Regions from separate parts of the Bos taurus genome. Here region 2 is linked to region 1. Evidence: chromatin contacts called from public Hi-C data. All regions are on one chromosome and are shown on one strand. Each heading gives the region's core, a stretch centred on a gene start, on an enhancer-like site or on the middle of the called end of the contact. The rest is flanking DNA. Distances are from core to core; before and after follow the strand shown. Region 1 holds the start of C6H4orf19 (chromosome 6 C4orf19 homolog). Region 2 overlaps C6H4orf19 (chromosome 6 C4orf19 homolog).

Region 1 (5,737 bases), core at 3,164-5,663:
CTGACTTTCGGCCAGCTCTGCCTTGAACTCATCTATAGACAGATCTTTAACGTCCCAAACGTATTGTTTTCTTAAACTGCAAGAATAAAGGTAGTGATAGTTCCTCTGTTGACCTCACAGAGATGTGGGGGAAAAATGTGAGAAAAAAGGAGAGCTACATCCTAATTGTTAATGCTAATGGCAGAAACAAATGATCTAACCCACAGGGAATCCAATATAGCTGTATTTCACTTTGGAAAGCAGTTTGACACATAAGCATACAGAGATGAGGTTCAGATAGGAAACACCCCAGTGAAAAGATTTTTTTCCAGTATGTTCCTCCTTGTCTAGCTACCAACCAGGGAGGTGGTAGCCCAGAGAAGTTTCAGCCCACGTACAGATTACTTGGAGTTGATTGTATGAGTCAATGCTTTTTTTTTTTTAGCTCTTTGGAGGTAATACATTCTTATTCCTGTCATTATCAGTTGGACCTCCATGCTACACCTTTCTAAGAATTAAATGCCTAGATGGATTCAATGTAGTGTGAATGTTCTATGTAACAGCTAATAGAGTTTTAACAAGTGACTTGAATGATTTTTCCTAACTTGTTTGCAACTGATAGCTCATATTGAATGTTTTTATGTAAACTTTGTATTGTTGGGAAGAATTACCCAATCAGAGATTTATATTTTCATAAATGTTACATTTAGTTAAATTTTGTTACAGAGTTGTTACACTAGAAAATTATTGCAGTCTTCAAAAAAGGTATAGTCTTGTGTATGTATTGTTTGTATGAATAAAGGATAAACTACTTAGATTTGCATGGTGTTTATTTTTCTCCCCCAACTTTAGCAGGTTCAGTTCAATATCTTCAATATTAATAATTGTTTATGCTTCCTGAGTGCTTACTGTACATGAGACACTTTTTGGAGCTTTGCATGTTCTAAGCCATGTAATCTTCACAAGAGCCATATGAAGTAGGCACTGGAAACATTCCAAAGGTACAGATGAAGAAACCTAAAAACAGAGGTCCAGAGGGAATCGCTGAACAGGATTTCAGCACATCATCAATTTCTTTTTGTTACCTTCTCACAGCACATAAAAATAAAGCATTGAGTATCTAGCAGACACTTATTAATAATAACTTAGAAGAATATTCTCTAATTTCCAGATTATAGACCAGACTAGGCTCTGAAGTTTACTGGAGGTCCTTGCAAACTCCCAGAATTTTCAGGTATAACCATAACCACAATAGTTGAGGCATTCATTCAGCAAATATTCACTTGGGTATGCATTCTGCCACGATGACAAATTTGAGTAAAATAGGTTATACCTTCTTTGATTTCAGTCTTAATAGGAAAACAGGAAGCAAGTACTATGTGTAGTACATCAAATTCAGTTCTCAGAGAAAATGTAGAGGAGTGGATCATTATTATTTGCATAAGACTATTTAATATACATGAAGTTTGCTGTTTATATAAATATCTTCCCTCCTAGGAGCAAGAATACAACAAACACTGTACTTGCTATGTCCAAGATATTATGTTACGCCTAGGATGATTTAAAAATTAGTCATGCACACCTCTGCCCTCCAGAATCCTATAATCTAAGGGAGGTGCAACTAAATTACATATAAGACAGACTATGATTTAAAAAAAAAAAAAAAAGTTGTTAAACGTGAAAGCCAGGTGCTAAGGATACACTGCAGCTGCTGCTGCTGCTAAGTCGCTTCAGTCATGTCCGACTCTGTGCGACCCCATAGACGGCAGCCCACCAGGCTCTCCCGCCCCTGGGATTCTCCAGGCAAGAACACTGGAGTGGGTTGCCATTTCCTTCTCCAATGCATGAAAGTGAAAGTGAGGTCATTCAGTCGTGTCCAACTTTTCGCAACCCCATGGACTGCAGCCCACCAGGCTCCTCCATCCTTGGGGTTTTCCAGGCAAGAGTACTGGAGTGGGTTGCCATTTCATTCTCCAAAGCCAATACTATAACCTTTTAAAAAGTTTGTCTCTTCTTTTGTTTAGAACTATGTTGACAAATATTTGACGGGAAAGAATGGAGACACAGACGTAGAGAACCTACTTGTGGACATAGTGAGAGAAGGAGAGGATAGGACAAATTGAGAAAGTAGTACTGCCATATATACAGTGGCATGTGTAAAATAGATAACCAGTGGGAAGCTGCTGTGTAACACAGGGAACCCAGCCTGGTGCTCTGCGACAACCCAGAGGGGTGGGATGGGAGGGGGCAGGAAGGCTCAAGAGGAAGGGAATATATGCATAATTATGACTGAACCACCACAACACTGTAAAGCAATTATCCTCCAATTAAAAAAAAATGCATATCCACTCAAATTACTGGGTTGGCCAAAAAAGTTTGTTTAGGTTCTGCAAGCTGTTACAGGAAACCCAAATGAACTTTTTGACCAACCCAATAGCTTTCTTAGCTTCCATGACTTAGCATCAGAGAACAATTTATATGCCAATGAAAACATAAACACACCTTAAAAACTAAGTGAATCATGGTGTTTCATTCCCATATGCATGAAGAAACCATAGGCTTTTCTTCTGTATTTTTTTTATGAGGGGCCCCTCTGAGCTCCATTTGGCATTCCATGTGATCTGCATTAACTACAGATTACACATTGTACGGGACACATCAGAGGGTTTGGGTTAGTGTATCAACATGACAGGCTGGTATCAACATGATAAACTGGTAACTTGAGGTTAACACCACTACCTGTGGTTTATAGTATCCCCCCAGCCTTTAATAGATGAGGGTAACCTAGCCAGCAGTTTGAGCAGACTGAGGGCAGTGGTGCCTCATTTGTTAAAACACATATTTTTTCACCCTCCCTGACCCCATGCATCCATATGTCTAGGATGGAGCCCAAGAATCTGCAGTTTTACTAAATTCCCCCAGATGATGCCGATTCTGTAGTCTGGGAAACATACTTTAAAACCCAAGATAAACACCCAAGTCTTTTTGGTCAAAATAACCAACTAAAACTTACCATCATCCTGTGAACATGTTTAAATCATGGGTTAGAAATTGGATAAGATGGTTCTTTACGGGGACAAAGTGTTTTATCAGAAAGTAATGTAAAACAGCATGCACGTGTGCTAAGTCCCTTCAGTCGTGTCTGACTCTTTGCGACCCCAAGGACTGTAGCCTGCCAGGCTCCTCTGTCCATGGGATTCTCCAGGAGAGAATAGTGGAGTGGGTTGCCATTTCCTCCTCCAGGGGAACTTCCCAATCCAGGGGTGGAATCAGTGTCTCCTATGTCTCCTGCCATTGGCACGCAGGCTCTTCACCACTAGCGCCCCCTGGGAAGCCCAAAACAGTATGTAACATCCCTAATAATCTATCATTTTAAAACATGCAGCCACTACATAAGTGGAATGATTCAAAAAAGGAGTTTTCCCCGTAAAGTGTGACAAACGTTGTCATGTAAATAGCGCTGGAATCACTGGAGTGGACAGATTACATCTTTAAATGGCATCCTTCCCTGTTGCTTCTCCAGCCTACTGTTTCATGCTGACGCTCTCTGAATGAACGAATGAAGGGCAAAGAGAGAAAAGGACAAGCTAGGTGGCGCCCTTGCTTAACAGATTTCCCTGTTAAGGCCAACACCGACGCACTTTGGCGCACAGGTGAAAAGAATCTCCAACACTTAAGTTCTATTTTAGGGTAAATCAACCCACCGTAAGTGTGTGGATGGCTACAAGCTCAGGCTTGGAGCTCAGAATGGTAGACGGAGTGTGGCAGCCGAGGTTCCAACACCCCAGGAACAGAGAGGCAAAGTGGGGAACAGGGGGAGCATGACTTCGTTAAACTCCCACCGCGGTCTCCAGGGTGCCGGAGAGGCTATGCAACTTCCCAGGGAATTCTCATCCTGGTAGCGTCTGCGCTCTTTCCCAGAATATTTATCCATTAAAGCAGGCGACAGTGCGTACGCCAGGCACGCACTTGCCAGAACGAGGGAGGAAACAAAACCACAAGTTCACGGGAAGAAGGGGGGATACATCAGTTTGCCAGGGAGTGCACTTATGTATCTCCTCACTTACGTCCCGCATCTTAGGAAGCTCCCCTCTCCCCGCAGCATGACGGTAAAGTAGGCACCAAAAAGTTTCCCCGAGCGAGCGGGCGGCTGGCATGCAGCCTGAGTGTCGACGATCAGAAGCCGAGCTCCGGGATTTTCTGCTTGGGTGCGCCCCGGAGGCCAGCCTGGGTTCCGGGGCGGGGGTGTGGGGAGTCAGTAGTCGGGCTCGGGGAGCCCTCTGGAGCGGCGCGGGCAGCGCAGGTAAAGGGTTACGCAGGCCCTGGAGGCTCGCCCGCCGGCCAGGCCACGTGACGCGCGGGCCCAATGACGGCGCCGCGGCGGCAGCTGCGAGCGCCGCGGGTCCGGGCGGCACTGAGCCGCCGGCGTTTCCCAGCGCGGCCGCCTGAGGCCGGCGAAGCCATGGGCGCCAGGACCCCGCCGCCGCCGCCGCCGCCGCAGCCCCAGGTAGGGACCGTCTCCAGCCCCGCGCTCTCCGCCCCGCCACGAGCAGCACCAGAGCTTGACTTCTGCGGGGCTCGGCTTTGTGGCTTAATTGCCCCCACTTCTCTCGCCGGGTATTTTTACGTCTTTATTTCCTTTTGCCATGAGGGAAAAAGTGGGGGGTGGGAGTGAGGCAATTCTCAGTTTGATTGCTTTGGAAAGGTCAGGTCATTCAAGAAAAGGCTCTGGAAGAGAGGCAAAATGCAGAATGGGGTGAGGTGGGGGGACTTTTACTAACTCCCCCAAACTGAACACCAAGACAGCTTACAAAGCTTGGCATCTAATTGGTGTGCGAAACACTTTTGTGTTTAAATCTCTAATTAATGAACTTTCAAGAGTGCCTGAGAACTTGGATTGGAAAAACTGCAAAAGATTTCCCACTATTTCTAAGAACCCCGTCTTTCCCCCATTTTTAAGCATCTGAGTGTTTTTTTTCTTTTAAGGAAAACGGAAATGGACGGTGACCGCCGTTGTTTCTTTGAAATGTCCTTGAGTCCCAGGATTTTGCTCTTTCAGGGGTGCTAGCGCCCTGGGTGGCGATGAGTAGGGGTGGAAGAGGGGGGCAGTGCTAGGAAGCAACGCGTGTTGAAGGCGGGTCCCAGGTGCAAACGGTTAAATGGTCACACATGGTTTGCTGAATATTTAATAATTAGGCAAATATCTCCCAGGTCAGTTACTTGGGTCTCAGTGACCTTGGGAGTCCAGATGAGGTGAAATTTTCATAAACCACCACTGAACGAATTTTCCAAAGATATAAGACAAAAATCTTTTTTTTCCCCTCAAGCCCTGCAATTAACCTTAAAAACAGAACAAAAACTCCCTTTAGTAATTTAGTACATCTTATTTTCCATTGTGGTATAGATGTTTGCCCAGTGAATTTAGAGGAAGTCAGTGTTCCATGAGGTGGTTCAAATTATTGAAGAATAGGATGCTTATTTTCTTTCTGTCAATATCAGAGAGAATTACTGATGGCACTTCTCACCATGGCTTGTGAATGTTACTGGGTGGTTGTAAACAGGCTATTTAAGAAATGTTTGAGAGTTGAATGAGAAAGAAGGGGAAAGTTGTCGCTTCTTTTAAAGACAGTAGATTCTGTTATTTGCCGGTTATTCCCCCACAGAATCCTCAAGATGACACTGTTTTAAGGAGACATGTTAAAGTCTTCTAAGGCTAAGCACTCAGGTCTCTGGGACAGCCTAACAGTCATGAGGCAGA
Region 2 (6,219 bases), core at 166-2,665, 71 kb after region 1:
CCCGGTGCGCCACCTCTGAGGCTATTGACTACTCTCACGGTATAACTCTTACTCGCGGTATTACCCTTGGTTCTTTGATTTTGGTGCTGTGACCCAGGTTCCTCCACTGTAAGCATACTATTTTACCCCAAACATGTATAGGGGAGCTATTGGGGTTGGCCAAACGAGTTCATTGGTATGACGTTATGAAAAACCTAAGCAAACTTTTGGCCAGTGCCAATACTTTGAGGTTAAATATCCCATTTTCTTCAGGTTTTTACCCACTGATCTAAACATCTGTTGATGATTCTTGCTTGAGTCAACTATTAAGGTGATGGTTGTCTAATGGTGATTTATATAATTCTGTTTGTTAGCAGGCTTTCTACTTGTAAGTCAGAGCTCTCCCTTTTTTAGATTTATATCCTGAGGATTCGCAGATCCTTGTTTTAGTCAGTGTATTACACTCCTTTGTGTCTGTGCTTGCTGCGATGCTCCCATTGTTCCAGATGGGCCAGTAGGACGCCTACAAGCTGGTCCTGTGTCAGTTGACCTGTGCGTGTCATTCTTTAAGATCATCACTATTCAAAGGCAGCCCTTTCCAGCTGAGTTGAGCCTCTTTCTGTATTCCTTGACTTCCTGATGAATGCTCAGTTAATTTCTCTGCCTGGTTGCACAACTCCTGTGCCCCTTACCCTCCCACCCCTGGCCTCCTCATTTCTCCCTACCTCCGTCACCAACCCCCTTGTGGAACCGGATTTTCCAGCAAGAATACTTGACTAGTAACTGATGGGGTCTTAGCATGACCATCTTCAAACACAGGACTGTTTAATTTCAACCCTAAACACAGGACAAGAGTCAACCTCCAGCACAGGACTCCAGGAGGGGCAGGCGCCGAAGTGGGTGGACACACCGTCCTAATGGTGTTTGCTTTTCTCCTATGGAAACCAGATGATGGTTGCTTTGCCCTTTGCTTCTCTGTTGCTCTTTTATACTCCAAAGACAAAGCAAATTCTGCTTCTGCTCCATAATAAAGGGCACTGGACAACTGAGTTCTCACCTCTGACCCAGCTGTTGTCACAGTGACGGGGAAGGGAAAGAAGACAAACTGCCCATTTTGAACTTAGTCTTACTTCAAAAGAGTATATTTTGTTTCCCTGTTTCCATGGGAAATGGACATGGAATATTTCCTTTTTGCACCTGGAAATGGGAGACCTCACTAAAAGCAAGATATAGGTGTGGGAGTGACACATGAAAAGAGAAATAAATCAGATTTGATGTTAGGAATCATCATTTATGGAAGAATCATTGTAGACACAGGCAGGCAGGGGTTGGGTGTAAATGCATTAGTCCCCACCCTTTTCGTCAGCAGTCACTCGACCTTGGACCTTAGAGCCTGTCTCACTGAGAGAAGGAATGTCACTGCAAAAGGGAACACAGGATGGCAGGGTGTGAGCGAGGGCAGGACCTCTAACCAGGAAGAGGCACCGGGCTGGGGAGAGGTGCAGGGCATGGCCCTCGGGTACAGGACTAGGTCTGTAGGAAACCCAAGAGTGCACCCTAAAGGGAGGCAGTGAAAGGTGGAGGGGCTGGGGAGGATCATCAAAACACCTTTTATAATTACATGGCTTTGAAGAAAAATATAGATCCTGTGGTTTTCCAGGGAGGTGGGCGAGGAGGGAAGGGTAATGTGAAAGGCACAGGTGACTTGTCAATTCTCTAAGAAACAGAGAAGTTGAATCTCAGCAGTCAGCTCAGTTCCCGGCATGGCTGTGAGTGTGGCCAAAGCCACAGGGGCAGAGGGTGGGGTCAGGTCGACCTTGGTCAGCCTGGGAGACACTGGGAAAGCAAGGTGTTGCTCAAGACCAGCCTCTTTTGTTCTTTCTTCTGTTCAGAAGGAAACCTTCCCCACCTACAACACTTGAACCCATGATCCTAAAGTTGACCTACCTGACATTTTTCAGTGATTCATACCTCGCAGTTGCTTCAATTACATTATTAAGACTGCGGTCTGCCCTCTCTCAAACACTTCAAAGCCTGTTTTTTGTTTTTTTTTTTTTCTTTGACTTTTTCTTGCCTCCTATCCTCTTGACTTTTTAAAAACAGATTCCAAGATAAACAAAGATACTGCCAGTGTGGAAAGAGGCCGGATTTTAGAGTAGGTTGTGGAGATGGAGGGAGGGGAGGGGGTGATGGCAGGGAGGAGGGGTACAGGGGGCTCTTGAACAGATTTATCAAGCTGACATATGAATTATTTACAGAAAATGGATGTAAGTGGGGAGCGGAGGCTGGAAACAAAACCCTGGGCTTGGAAAATGGAGTGATTCCATTGAGAGTGCTTTGCAAAAGGAAAAGGTTGTACACATACTGCTGGCTAAGCCCACTGTGATTTCTGTCTTGCGGAACTCTTGTTGCACTTGGGGTATGTGTCTTTCAGTTGGTGCCACAGTTGATAGAAATATACCATTTGGTCCTTATCTGGAAACAGGTATAACTTGGTACTGTTAATGCTCTTGTTTGTAGGCATATGTCATGGCAACTAGAGTACTTCTTCCTTAGGTGAAAAGCTTTTTTTTTTTTTTTTTTCAAACATGCTGTATCCAGACAGAGCTGAGTAATAAGTATATGCTTATTAGGAATGTTAACTCGTATAATCCCCAACAATGCTACATGGTAGATACATCATTATCCCCATTTATAGATGAAATAGCTGAGGCCCAGAGTTACAGGGCAGAGCTAGGGCCAGAACCAGATCATCCAGACAGTCTCCTCATCTCAAACCTGTAATCACATATGCAAAGACTTTTTTTTTGTTTTTTTGGTCATATGAGGTAGCAGTCACAAGTTTCAGAGATTAGGATGTGGATACTGGATATCTTTGGGGAGGGAGGTGGTATAAAACTACTTCCCTCTAGATTTATCAACCAGCTAATCTATACTTCTTAAATGGTACTGGTCATTTTCTCTGTGGTTAAAGGCTTATAAAGTAGAATCCTTGGAAATCCATTCATGATTGAAAGAAGGAAGGAGAGAGAACAGAGAAGGCAGTGACACAGCCAACAATGAACAATCCCTGAGACTTCCCTGAAGTCAGGTGGTTAAGACACCAGGCAGGCTTCCACTGCTGGGGGCACGGGTTTGATCCCTGGTCAAGGAACGAAGATCCTGTGTGCTGAGTGGCAAGATCAAAAAATAGAGGAAAGAAAAACCAAAACAGAAACAATAAGTGATCCCTCTCTCTCTCTAGCATGCGCTTCTTATGGAGACAAAGGGACTGGGGCTTTCAATTCTGTCATTGGCTTGTCTGCTTCAAGTTGGTAACTATTAGACATGGAGGATGACTTAAAGATTCTTCCATGCTAATTTCTAGGATTTTCAGAGAAAAGACCAGAACAACATGGTTGGTTTCTACATGAATAGAAGGTTTCATTCAAAGGGCAATCTTGAGGGGAAAAAATGTAACTTGGGAACCGGCAGGGGACAGAAGGCAGGCGGGAAATGAAAGCAGCACAGAGGTAAATCCATCCACCACCAGGAAGCCCCAAGGGGCATGTCTTTGACCTTGTGATGTTCAGCGTCCATGCCTTGTGATGGGAAAGGCAAAACAGGAGCAGTTTAGTCCACATGGACTTCCCTGGTGGCTCAGACGGTAAAGCGTCTGTCTACAATGCGGGAGACCTGGGTTCCATCCCTGGGTAGGGAAGATCCGCTGGAGAAGGAAATGGCAATCCACTCCAGTACTATTGCCTGGAAAATCCTATGGACAGAGGAGCCTGGTTAGGCTACACAGTCCATGGGGTCGCAAAGAGTCGGACATGACAGTGACTTCACTTTAGTCCACATAAAGCTTGTGATGATGACTCAACTGTAACTTCCACGGGTCTGTAACATGGAACATGGATCTGTAGCTGGGATCCTCTGCCCTATCCTGACATCCTCTATTGCTGTGCTAAGTCGCTTCAGTGGTGTTCTACTCTTTACAACGCCATGGACCAAAGCCCACCAGGCTCCTCTGTCCATGGGATTCTCCAGGGCAAGAACACTGGGATGGGTTTCCATGCCCGCCTCCAGGGGATTTTCCTGACCCAGGGGATCACACCCACATCTCTTACATCTCCTGCATTAGTAGGCTGGTTCTTTACCACTAGTGCCACCAGGGGAGCCCAGGACATCCTCTAGTACTGAAACCCCTGGGCAAGGAAGCCTCTCTGCTCTCTTGTAGCGCCTACTGCTGCACCAGGGCTTAACACCCTGGTTAAGTCCAAGTCCCATGGAGAAGGCAATGGAAGAAAACACAGGTCCTTTTCAATCCCACCTTTCTTTCTCTGGCATTGGTTAACCTGTTTTCCCTCATTTACAAAATGAAGATGACATATGTAACTCCCAGAGTCAGGGAAAGGTCTGGCACAGAGACTAGTTTGCGAATACTGAATCGGTGATTTTAGATATGTGAAGGTATTCCAGGTAACCAGTGTCCTCCCTACTCACATGTTATCCTTTTCCAAAAAAACTGTAACTCTACTGACTTTAAGTATCTAGGAAAGAAAAGGCAAACAATTCCTATTGAAATCTTATTCAGCTGCCTGCGTCCAGTCCAGACTGCAAGTGCCTGCAGCTAGCCATTTCCACTCTCTGCACAGATGAGGCACCTCAGCCAGAGAGAAGCAGAAGTCTCTGGCCAGGATGGGGCTGGAGAGCACAGCCCGTGTGGTGGAGGTGCCTACCTGCCTACAGGTGTCCTCAGTGATGTCCGATTCTGCGACCCTATGGGCTATAGCCTGCCAGGCTCCTTTGTCTATGGGATTCTCCAGGCAAGAATACTAGAGCGGGTTGCCATTTTGTCCAAAAGCAGATCTTCCCGACTGTCCCGACTTAGTCCCAGGGTTGGGACTGCCATCTCCTGCGTTGACAGATGGATTCTTTACCCCTGAGCCACCTGGGAAGCCTCTGTGAAGGTTCAGCTTCCCTTATATCTTAAACAGCTCTCCGCCCTGAGAGTGTGACCTGGTTCCCCGGGCTCACAGTGTGATTATTGCCTTTCCTTGGTGTGCTTTGACTACTTGGCTACCTTACATTTGTCCATTCCTCCTGCAGAAAAAGGAAAGAGGGATAGCTTGATTCATCTTAAAATACAAAAGGAAAATCCCAAAGTGGTGAATGAAATAAACATTGAAGATTTTTGTCTTACTAAAGCAGCTTATTGTAGGTGTTGGCGTTCTAAGACATTTTTTGCCTGTGAGGGTTCACATAATAAACACAGTGAATTAACAGGCTATGATATGTGTTCACTAATACCGAAGAAGGAACTATAATAGTAATAAATTAGGATGGAATACAATTGTGTGCTATAAAATCTTATGACAGTATTTTTTCATTCTTTATTTATAGAAGATCTTTCAAATGGTAGTCTTAATTATTGCCAGTAGTTGAATGATTATTTCTGTCAATTTATTTTCTTGTTACACTACTGTTTATATTTGATACTTTATATATTCACTCATTTATATAGAATTAAATTGTGCCGCTCCTTCATTCTGACTGCAAAGAAACCAATGTCTTCCCACAATAAAACCAACAATTTTTATTTAAAAAAAAGTAAAATGTCATTCACACTTCTCTCTTTTTTCCCCAGATGATAACAAAAAGTAATCCAGATGGGGTGCAGGTGCTGTAAAATGATACAAAGGTAAAGTTGAAAATATGGGAAATTGTGATTATCACGAAGGCACTTTTAAACATCCTGCATGGATTCAATGCCATTTTCCAACTTGGGGCATGACTAGCATTGCCAGGAAGTTAAGAGTTTGGAACCACATTAATATTATTTAAAAGAACACAGGGGCTGGATTTTAAAAAATTTTTTGTGCAGTTCTCCGAGCATGTTGGGAACACTGTCATTCTCTGAGGCTGACTTTGGTTTGGGTTGAATTTACATTTCTCCAGAGAGTTTCAGTGCAAAGAAAAGCTTGAATTTTAGAAGATGCCTGAAATGGTATCACTGAAAATAAATCACCCCAGTCATGTATGTGCTTTTAATTTTGTCCAGATTCTATGTCATAAAAATTTGGGCAACATGAATATAATTCTATATAAAATAAAGGGGGAAAATTAGCTGATCATTTTGCTTCTATAACAAAACTATCTTTATTATGTTAGTTCTATCCCATATCTGTATCTATGTGTGTATACATAAATAGGTATAAATATATACATATACATACCTACATACATATATCATTTTTT

What was found. Hi-C and Micro-C count contacts between places; a contact is called where the count stands out from the background.
Region 2: a Hi-C map of liver shows a contact between it and region 1, with 2.9 times the contacts expected there. The contact joins the enhancer-like site here to the promoter of C6H4orf19 in region 1. A contact is called at or near these places in 3 of 11 Hi-C or Micro-C datasets (liver, skeletal muscle and an unstated tissue).

Annotation. Positions count from the first base shown.
Region 1 is chr6:56,846,178-56,851,914 of ARS-UCD2.0, forward strand. C6H4orf19 (chromosome 6 C4orf19 homolog) reads left to right here and starts at 4,414. Exons shown (of 4, transcript NM_001104973.1): 1 at 4,414-4,486. LOC101906734 reads right to left here. Exons shown (of 5, transcript XM_059887893.1): 3 at 4,047-4,608. NWD2 (NACHT and WD repeat domain containing 2) reads left to right here. Exons shown (of 7, transcript NM_001435023.1): 7 at 1-794.
Region 2 is chr6:56,920,351-56,926,569 of ARS-UCD2.0, forward strand. It overlaps C6H4orf19 (chromosome 6 C4orf19 homolog), which reads left to right. Exons shown (of 4, transcript NM_001104973.1): 3 at 5,609-5,662. The coding sequence starts at 5,631. Among named protein-coding and RNA genes, the nearest start is that of C6H4orf19, 73 kb to the left of the region's middle. Within about 2 kb of position 1,416, at least 11 of the 102 cell types and tissues checked have an H3K27ac peak or open chromatin away from gene starts, as enhancers often do. A contact at or near this core is called in liver, where this site is marked.